2 separate regions of the Mus musculus genome follow, and region 2 is linked to region 1. Evidence: chromatin contacts called from public HiChIP or PLAC-seq data. All regions are on one chromosome and are shown on one strand. Each heading gives the region's core, a stretch centred on a gene start, on an enhancer-like site or on the middle of the called end of the contact. The rest is flanking DNA. Distances are from core to core; before and after follow the strand shown. Region 1 overlaps Kif13a (kinesin family member 13A). Region 2 holds the start of Nhlrc1 (NHL repeat containing 1).

Region 1 (4,598 bases), core at 1,419-3,918:
CTTAGGACTGATCATATTCTTTATATGTACCTAGAATGATATAAAAGCAGACTGGGGGGGAAAAAAGCCCGCTTCAGCTTCAGAACTGGCTGGGGTCATGTTATAATGTTGTCTAATTGTATTTTTCTTTTCAATCCTCACTCCCTCTCTTGGGACCCTGTTTGGCTGACTGAGCTGGCAGCTGGCTCGGTCAGGGGTAGGCATGACAGGAGTGGCAGAGCACCTGTCCAGCGTGTGCTGAGGTGCTATGCTTAATCTCCATCATCAAAAAGAAAGTAACCTAAGCAAGCCTGCACGGAAGCACGCCTCAACTATCTGGGACTGAACGGTGGGGGGCGGAGGGGGGGATGGACTTTAGCTGCATCCTACAGGGTGATGTACACTAAAAGTAGTGTTTTCTCTTCTCAAACTTGTTTGCTTTTAATTGCTACGTAGACTCACTCGCTAGTTCACTTCTCTGAGTTCAGGTGATTAATAAATAAAGTTTACAGTAAAGTACAGAACTAGGGTGAATGTGTCTGCATGCATCCCCATGGCATTAGTCTACAATGGTGATGCCCGTGCTTCTGTATACTCTTCCAAAACTGAAACGGATCCCCAGAGCACGTGGAATTCACAGTTCTGTGACGTCATTTTGTCTAATGGCTATCCATCACGACTGGCTCCTTCTGCCCTGTTCACAAACATTATCAAGGTGGGACGACACCCAAATCAGTCCTCCCACAGCACAGCTGGGGCCACAGGCACCACTGAGGCCACGTGCAAGGCTGTCTCTGTGGAGCCTCTCTTTGGTGAGTTCAACAAGGACTTCCACGTCCCTGCTCCTGGTCACTATGGCTACGATTCCCCAAGGGTGGAGAAATTCACACTGGGTTTAACCACAACAAAATTAAGCAGAGAGAGAGAGAGAGAGGAAAAAAAACCCAAAACAAAACAAAAAACCCACATGGGTTTTGAGCAGTTTTTTGGTCCTGTCTTCAAAAGTATTACACTGAGGAGTTTGGCAAACACATCAGCACAGAACACATATACTAGCCTCAGGTCAGGAGCGAATGGGGTGTGCTGGCACTACAGTTCCATTTATTCAGAAGGCTGGAGCGGGAGGCTTACTTGAGTCCAAGGAGAATACCATCTCAAACCATGAGGATCACGCCCACAAACCAAGAGTAAAGCACACTATGAGGTGAATCGCAGAATACAATGTATCTCAGTCTAGATGCTGCTACTAAAGACTTGACTCCAATTCACGGGGCCTTTTGGGAGGGATGGTGCTTTTTAACTTTCTGTTACTACTTTTATTTCCAAAGTAACTTTCCAGTCACATGAAAGCTTGTATCACTTATGCTACCATTAACAACAATACTTTTCCTCTCTGTAGTACGGGGGAATCAAAACCTCACACATGGGAGGTAAAGCACTCTGCCATTGGATGGCATTTCACTTCCTACATTAAGGAGTCAGAAACCTAGCTGGGTTTTGATGGCGCAGGCCTTTGATCCCAGCACTCAGGAGGCAGAGGGAGGTGGATCTCTCTGTGTTCAAAGCCAGCCTGGTCTACAAAGAGAGTCCAGGACAGCCAGGGTTATTATGTTACACAGAGAAATCCTTTCTAGAAAAGCAGAGCTAGAGTGAGGAAGGAAGGAAGGAAGGAAGGAAGGAAGGAAGGAAGGAAGGAAGCAAGCAAGCAAGCAAGCAAGCAAGCGTGCCAGAAACCAACATCAGGCTCTGTACAACAGTTCCTAAAGGTCCAAGTCAAGACCCACGGCTGCCTTTTATGAGAGCCTGTCCCAGCATGGTGGTTATGGGCATAGATGCTAATGCCGAGCTTCACCCAATCTCCCACTCTGCTACTTTGTAGCAAAATGACACTGGACACAGTGTTTAAACTTTCAGTGCTGGCTCCCCCAGCTGCCACATAAAAGGTGCAGTGAGGGTTAATGGAATTAATATTCATGAAGTCTTTGGAGGAATCAGAGCAGCACACAGGCTACAAGAGCCTCCACTGTCAGCCCCTTTTACTCACAAATGCCCTCTCTCCACCTGACACCTGCTGGTGCCGGGGCCAGATGCTTGTTAACTTTGACAGCCTGCAGGACTGGCCACTTGAGGGCTCCACACAGAGAGGTCCCTGAGTCAGCAGCCCACTTAACTCCGCAAGGCATCTATGCAGAACCATCTATTTTCAAGGTCACATTGAGTTGAATCGCCATGGCCGGAAATCATGTCTATTACAAAACGAGATCTTAGGAGGCATGCTGACCAGGCAGGATGTCATTTTTCATTCCGTGTCCAATACAGACCTGGGAGCTGCAAATAGAGGTGCCAATGATATGTCTGTGACAAAAGTCACAGGGGTAGTTAGCACTTACAGTGATGTCATCCTCTGGGTTAGAATGTACATGATTAAACAAACAAACAAACAAACTAGATAACACAACAGGGATAGAAATCTTTGATTTTAAACCTAAACGTGCTTTTAAACGGCTAAAGAGAGATCCACAGATCTATTTGAAATTCCACCCAGTGCAGAAGACGAATTGGGAGTAACATGGGGCCCAGAAGTCATAAACAGGCAAGTCTGAGGTCGGTCTGCAAAGGCGTGGGATCACTATAAGGCAGCTGCAGATGTCCCTTCCCGCTATGCCACGCACGCACCCTGGCCCAGCAGCTGCAAAACCTGCATCATTTCTAGTACTTCCAAATGGATTGCAAGCGTCTCATTTGCACGTGCTATTTATGTGGTCAGCCACAAACAAACAAGCTATTTGCCCAACAGGCAAACAGCCAACAGGAACCCAAAGAAAACCTTCCTGACGGAATTCTTCAGGATTACACAGGTCCCTGAAAGTCCTGCTGGAAGTCCATGATTTGGGCAAGTCATGGGGGGAGCGGGAGGCAAGTCAGAAGAGCAAAGTCCATGTAGACACCCAGGTGAGGAGAACGCTGTACTCTAAGCCAGCCTGAGATACGAACAAGTGGCTGAAGCTCAGCAGTTTCTCCTCTGTTGTGACCTGAGCTGGTTATCCACAGGAAGGCAATGAAAAGCCAACACCCAACTTCCATCCTAACTTAAAAGGCAAAAAGAGAAAGGGAAGACCATTGGATGCTCTGAATTGACAACCTTAATTATAAAAGCCATCAGCAGCACTATTCCAAAACCAAAAAGGACAAACTCAACTTCAAAGAAAAAACAAAACCAAACCAAACAGTTCCATAGCTGGACACTGAGCCCATAATCTCACAGAGCTGCCCGTGGGGTCTGTGCGGCCACCAGAGGTTCTGCTGTGTATCCACGACTACAGAAAGCTTTCTCCATCTACCTCACCGCTAGGAGGTTGACGCTGACTTTGGAACATATTCTGCATGCTGCAAATGGTTCTCGACACCCTATCTTTTGAGTTCTCATTCAAATAGGAGGGAGACAGCCCTCATTTCTCAGATGGGTAAACTGCCCATAGGAGTAGCCACATGGTTGCCAGCGAGATGACTCAGCAAGATGACTCAAGATGACGCTGCTGAGCCCAAAGATCTGCGTTCAAATCCCTGGGACCCACATGGAGGAAATTAAAAACAGCTCCTACAGGTTGACGTCTGACCTCTACCCATACATGGTAGTATGTGTACACACACACACACACACACATACACACACAAAATCAATCAATCAATGTAAAAAAAAAAAAAACTCCTTTAAAAATGAAATTAGAAGTCATATGGCCCCTGCAACAACCTCTTATTCTTTTTTAGTTTTTTAAAGTTGTATTTATTTATTATTATATGTAAGTACACACTGTAGCTGTCTTCAGACACCCCAGAAGAGGGCATCAGATCTCATTACAGATGGTTGTGAGCCACCATGTGGTTGTTGGGATTTGAACTCAAGACCTTCTAAAGAACAGTCAGTGCTCTTAACCGCTGAGCCATCTCTCCAGCCCCTCAACCTCTTATTCTTATAGGGAAGGGCCAGCCATGTTCCTGACGGTGTCCACAGAAGGCAGTCTTCTACTTCTACTCACCAATTGAGAGCTCATTAGACTCTCCTACCACTCAGCTCTCACATGTAGCAATCCCCCCTACCCCACACCCTACCCCACACTACTGCTCTCTCCTTGGCACAAAGGTCTTTCCCTTGAGACCTTCCCCAGGTCCCCATTCTGGACTCTGGAATGGCTACTGTCCCTTCATTGCCCCCATATCCACTCTACAGCAAGCTGCTCCAGGGTGATGTCCAGATCTGCCTGGCTCCCTGTCATCTACCCCCAGTTCTAGGATTGTGGGTTGGGACCTCCTATGTGGTTACATACAAAATGAGGGGGAGGCGGGCACAAAAAGTTCGACAATGCCAAAAGGTTTCTGAACACACAACTACTAAACACGAGCTCAAATCAAATGTACAACTACTCTAAGTTTTCCCAGGGCTTGCCAGGTTTGCATTCTGTGACTTCACGGCTGTCTCTGCTCTGTGGTACACGCCAGGACACCATGCAATGCCGATACAATCTGCCTGACACACTGTGGCCCGGATTTAAAACTACTGTGTGTCAGTCATCGAAATGTCTTCACTGCAAGTGTGAAGTTTTCGGTTCGTATAGAAACAG
Region 2 (4,598 bases), core at 656-3,155, 140 kb after region 1:
AGTTCTGGCACACACTATCATCCTGGCAGCCTTTGCCTTATAAGGAAAGAGCTCAACTTTGTTTCTTGTTCAAATCTTGGAACTGGTAATAAGCTATCTACTCTACCTTTGGGGGAGCTCACAGCTGAAGGTGATGGACAACTTCCCTTTTCTCCTAAAATCCCCATGAAGACCCCTTTCTTGTCTTTGTGCACTTTACCAGTTACCCACTTGTAAGGAGAACATACATACATAAGACACAGCTCACAGTTTTTGTTGTTGTTGACGACATCTAACATCATATCTAAGAGCAAGTGGTTTGGAGCCAGAACTGAATTCAACTGTCCCAGTGAATACAACTCTAAAGAAACCATACTGAATGCTCTGGGTCTGTCTTCTCATCTCCCAAGTGGACGGATAATAGGAATTAACATCGCTGTGTGTTAAGAAGCAAACAGGCTAAGATCTGCAAATTTCTTAACACGGGAACAGGCATTCACCGAATGACAAATTTAATTATTAGTCTTTTAAAACTGCCTTAGTAACTGCTTTTGCCATTCAGTTACCATTACTTCTGTCTGGATGGATGGGTGAGACCAATTCACTCCCAATGACACCAAGATTTCTGACTCCTGGCTTCAGGATCCCCATCACCCTCCGTTGCCCTCCATCACTTTAAAGACTTTTATAGAATGGGATGCAGTATCCAGCACAAGAAGAGAATTCTCCTTGGTGAAGGCCAGTGCCACAGGACGGGAGAGGCCGTGAGTGATTATAGGCTTCAGGGCTGGGAATTCTTCGGGTTTCCCCAAGCAGACGATGGCTGGACCAGAGGTGTCAGCAACAATCACGTTTCCTTGGTGATCGAAGGTCACAGCAGAGGCAGTTACTTTGGAGGGGAAGAGGAGGTTCAGCCCGAAGCTATCCACCTGGCCAATCAGCTGCATAGTGGAGTTGAACACCTTCACCCTTGTGTTGTTACAGCCAGTCCTCCCAAAGGCACAAGGATGCTCTAGGACCGCGATGGCCCCCGTGAGCCATGACACTGCCAACCCACGGGGACTGCATAGGTGAGCTTGCAACCTCTCAATCCTCCGAAGGACCCCTTCAGGGAAATCCGCTTCCAGCAGGTGCAAAGTCCCTGCCTCTGCATCAGTCACCAGGACCCCATTGTGAGGGGTGATCTCCACACCCCAAGGCAGGGAAAACTGCTTTCCCACAACCAGCTTGATCTGGCCAAAGAAATCAAACACTTTGAGGGAGCAGTCGCCAGCGTCGGTGACAACCACATGGCAGTCGTTGGTGACGGCGACATCCAGTGGGTACTTCACGTCGTGCGCTGCGTCCCCCTTTTCTCCAAACTGGTGTGCACCTCCTCCTCCGGAGTCAAAGATCTTGACCCGTCTCTTCCCGTCGTGCACGACCACTACCCGTCCGGTCTTGGGGCACAGTGCAAGCCCTGTGGGGTTCACTAGGGTCCCCCACCCGCCGAAGGCGTGGTAGCAGGTGAGAGTCCCCGGCGCGAAGGGGGCGGCGCTGAGGGCAGCCGGGGACGCGTGGAGGGTGGAGCCCAGGAGCTCCAGGAGGTGCAGCACCGGCAGGCAATCGCTGGTGTCACAGGCTCGGCAGGCCCGCCGGCAGAAGGGACACTCGAGGCCCAGCGTCCGCGGGTGCGCGAGAGCGGCGACACAGGCCAAGCAGACCACGTGGCCGCAGGGCAGGTTGCGCGGGCGCCGCTGCTGCCAGTGGCCGAACCTCTCGAAGCACACCTTGCACTCCAGCAGGCTGACCTCCGCCTCCCGCACCAGCTCGGGCCGCACCCCAGCCGCTGCCACCGCCGTCGCCTCCTCCCCCATTGCTCCCGCTGCTCCGCTGCCTCCGCGCAGCCCTCAGTCACGGCCACGGTCACGGTCACGGAGCGGGGCATGCGCTCTGACGCAGGGCGCACACTGCCACCCCCTGGCGGACGCACGACGCAGTCGTCCGCATGCGCCGTGCGCAGACCTGGGATAATCACGTCACGGGTGGAAGATTCCAGGATTAAAGATTGAGACATGTCAGCGGGTGTGGGGGCGGGGTGTGATGAGTGGGTCTCTCCGTGTCCTCCTGTAAGTGACAGCTAGTCTCTCAGGGATGGTGCCCAAACGGACTGCCAGTCAGCTTCGCTGGGAGGTGGGTACCAGGGCTAGACAGGAACAAGACATGGCTCCTAGTCTCTGTATAGTAAGATTCTGAAGACAGAGACACAAGAAAGAAGATAACTTCAAGGGGCAGATGTGCATTCCTCTCTGCTGTGTTTTTTCCTTCTTGTGAGAAGGTAGCTACGTAGACGTCAAAGAATTGGGTGTGATAGTTGTGATGCCGGGACTCAGGCGGCAGAAACAGGAGAACAGCTGTTGGTGGTTAGTTGGAGGCCAGCCTAGGCTACAGTGCCTAAAAAAACAAACCCCCAAACCAAAACAAACAAAAGAATACTTGTGAAGTGGGTTTGTGTGGAAGGGATATTTTGAAAGCTGTTAGCTTTCTCGCATGGTGGTCTACATAGTGAGTTCCAGGCCAGTTAGAGGCACAAAGGGAGACCCCGTCTCAAAAACAAACAAAACAACAACAACAAAACTTGTTAGTTAGTAGCAGTTATAGAATTCGCTCGTGCCTGCCTTCTTTTAAGTGGTTTTCATTCACTTTTATTTAAGCCTCATGGAGGCCGTGATTGGAAGGCAGGCAGTTTGACTACACGGCATCTCACTGATCATCAGATATGGTTTTGTATGACAAATGTTTGAGTCTCCTTGGCAAAGGCTTAACTGCACCAGTGTGGGCTGAGGGGCACTGTGAAGGGGATTATAACGTACAGGTAAGTTCGAGCCAGCGGTTCCTCCCTGCAATGCCTTCCATCCCGAGAAAGATTGAAAGTAAAGGGGCTGAAGCGATGGCTCAGTGGTAAAGAGTGCTTGCTGCCCTTCTGGAGGACATGAGTTCAGTTCTCCGCACCATCTGTAACCCCAGCTCCAGGGAATCCAGAGTCCCCTTCTGGTCTCCATGCATTTGCAAACGTGTGAGATACATTCACATAAACATATACACCTGCAAATAAATAAGTATAGGAAATATTTCAAAACTGGAGAAATGATTGACAATAAAGATGATCGTGGAAGTATCCTAATCTTATGGTCAGTATAATCTTCCGAAATCCATTGGGGGTATTCAAAGCTCTCATTTTCGGAGTTAACTGTCTTACATGAACAAGGTGCTGGCCAAAACCATGTATTAGAACATTCTTATTCACAAAAAGGCTGTGATCATGATTGGTTACCCTCTTGTTCCATAGACTTCCAAGAAACTGGAGGACTCAAGCCTGTGTTAACACTCTTCGAGAGAGAAATTCTTTGGAAGGCCAAGGAAAACAAGCAGTTTTTTTTTTTCTTTTTTAATCAACTACTACATATCTCAGAGATTGAATGTTAGACCAGAATAACCAAGCTGATACTATGATTTCAAAATGCATTTCCATTCTAAATAAGACACCAACTAAAATAATATCTCATAGAAAGTTTTTTTATTAGTAATTTAAAAAAACTGTTTTTTATTAGTGTGTGTGCACGAGGCTGTCTGTGTGTCTGTGTGGACGTCTGTGTGAACCTCTGGAGGCCAGAAGAGGATGTTAGATACCCGAGAGCTAGAATTATAGGCAGGTGTGAGCCACTGAATGTGGGAGGGTTCCTAATGTGGATTCTCCAGACTGGGCAGCCAGCGTTATGTAACTATTGAGCAACCTCTCCAGCCCCTCAGAAATAATAAGAAAATAGATTTATTTTACTTTTTGTGTATAAGTGTTTTCTCTACAGTATGCCTGGTGTCATAGGAGGTCGGAGCGGGGCTGTCGGTTCCAGGAAACTGGAGTTACAGATGGCTGTGAGCCACAATATGGATCCTGAGACTCAAACCCAAGTCTTCTGCAAGAGCAGCAAGTGCTCTCACGTTAAGCCTTCTTTCCAGCCCCTCAGAAACAGTTTTTAACTCGGGAAACACAGTCTGGATACAAAACTGGACTATTTTTAGAACCAGTCTTGTGCAACAGAAATGTAAGGAAACCCACATTTTAAAATAATTCCCTTGTATCCCCACTTTTAAAAAGTTGAAAAGAAAAACAAAATTTAGTTGAATTCTTTGTGTCCAATCCATCCTTTGGACATTGTAATCACCTGAAAACATGAATGGAGACATTTTAACACTCATTTTGTATAGTGAGTAAAGTCTGGTGTGTTTTACCTTCAGTGTGCATCTATCTAATTCAGATAAGCTAACTTCCACAAGTGGGGCTGGTGGCTCCCACACAGATCATGACAAAGGCAGAGCCGTCCTAGGAGGTGTCATCTTTTAAAGGTATTTCCCAGACTGACCCTGATGGATCCCTTACTTGTATCTAACTCGTCTCCGCTCCAGCATTGCACCCAAACTATTCAAAGACCCCGATTCATTGCTGACTGCAGCTGAGCTGTGTCCTCTAGAGATGTCCAAAGGCTTGCTGCCTGCTGAAGCTCCTTCTCTGCCTTCTCAGGCCTTTGCTGCCTCTGAGAGGCTACAGGTGGCACTACACCATGAGCACTGCTGGCTAGGTT

Evidence for each region. HiChIP or PLAC-seq counts read pairs in DNA pulled down with a chosen protein or histone mark.
Region 2: a contact with region 1 is called in an H3K27ac HiChIP or PLAC-seq map of oligodendrocyte precursor cells, with 3 times the contacts expected there. The contact joins the promoter of Nhlrc1 here to the enhancer-like site in region 1. A contact is called at or near these places in 1 of 39 promoter capture datasets (hippocampal neurons), 5 of 484 Hi-C or Micro-C datasets (bone marrow-derived macrophages, cardiomyocytes, cerebral cortex and 2 more), 13 of 115 datasets of contacts at active chromatin or transcription factors (bone marrow-derived macrophages, cardiomyocytes, craniofacial prominence and 9 more) and 4 of 9 other capture datasets (adipose tissue, embryonic stem cells, liver and 1 more).

Annotation. Positions count from the first base shown.
Region 1 is chr13:46,870,298-46,874,895 of GRCm38.p6, forward strand. All of the region lies in intron 2 of Kif13a (kinesin family member 13A), which reads right to left. Among named protein-coding and RNA genes, the nearest start is that of Gm22960, 30 kb to the right of the region's middle. Within about 2 kb of position 2,669, at least 27 of the 459 cell types and tissues checked have an H3K27ac peak or open chromatin away from gene starts, as enhancers often do. A contact at or near this core is called in cerebral cortex, forebrain, heart atrium and 3 more, where this site is marked.
Region 2 is chr13:47,012,945-47,017,542 of GRCm38.p6, forward strand. It overlaps Nhlrc1 (NHL repeat containing 1), which reads right to left and starts at 1,906. Exons shown (of 1, transcript NM_175340.4): 1 at 1-1,906. The coding sequence starts at 1,835. The coding sequence ends at 630.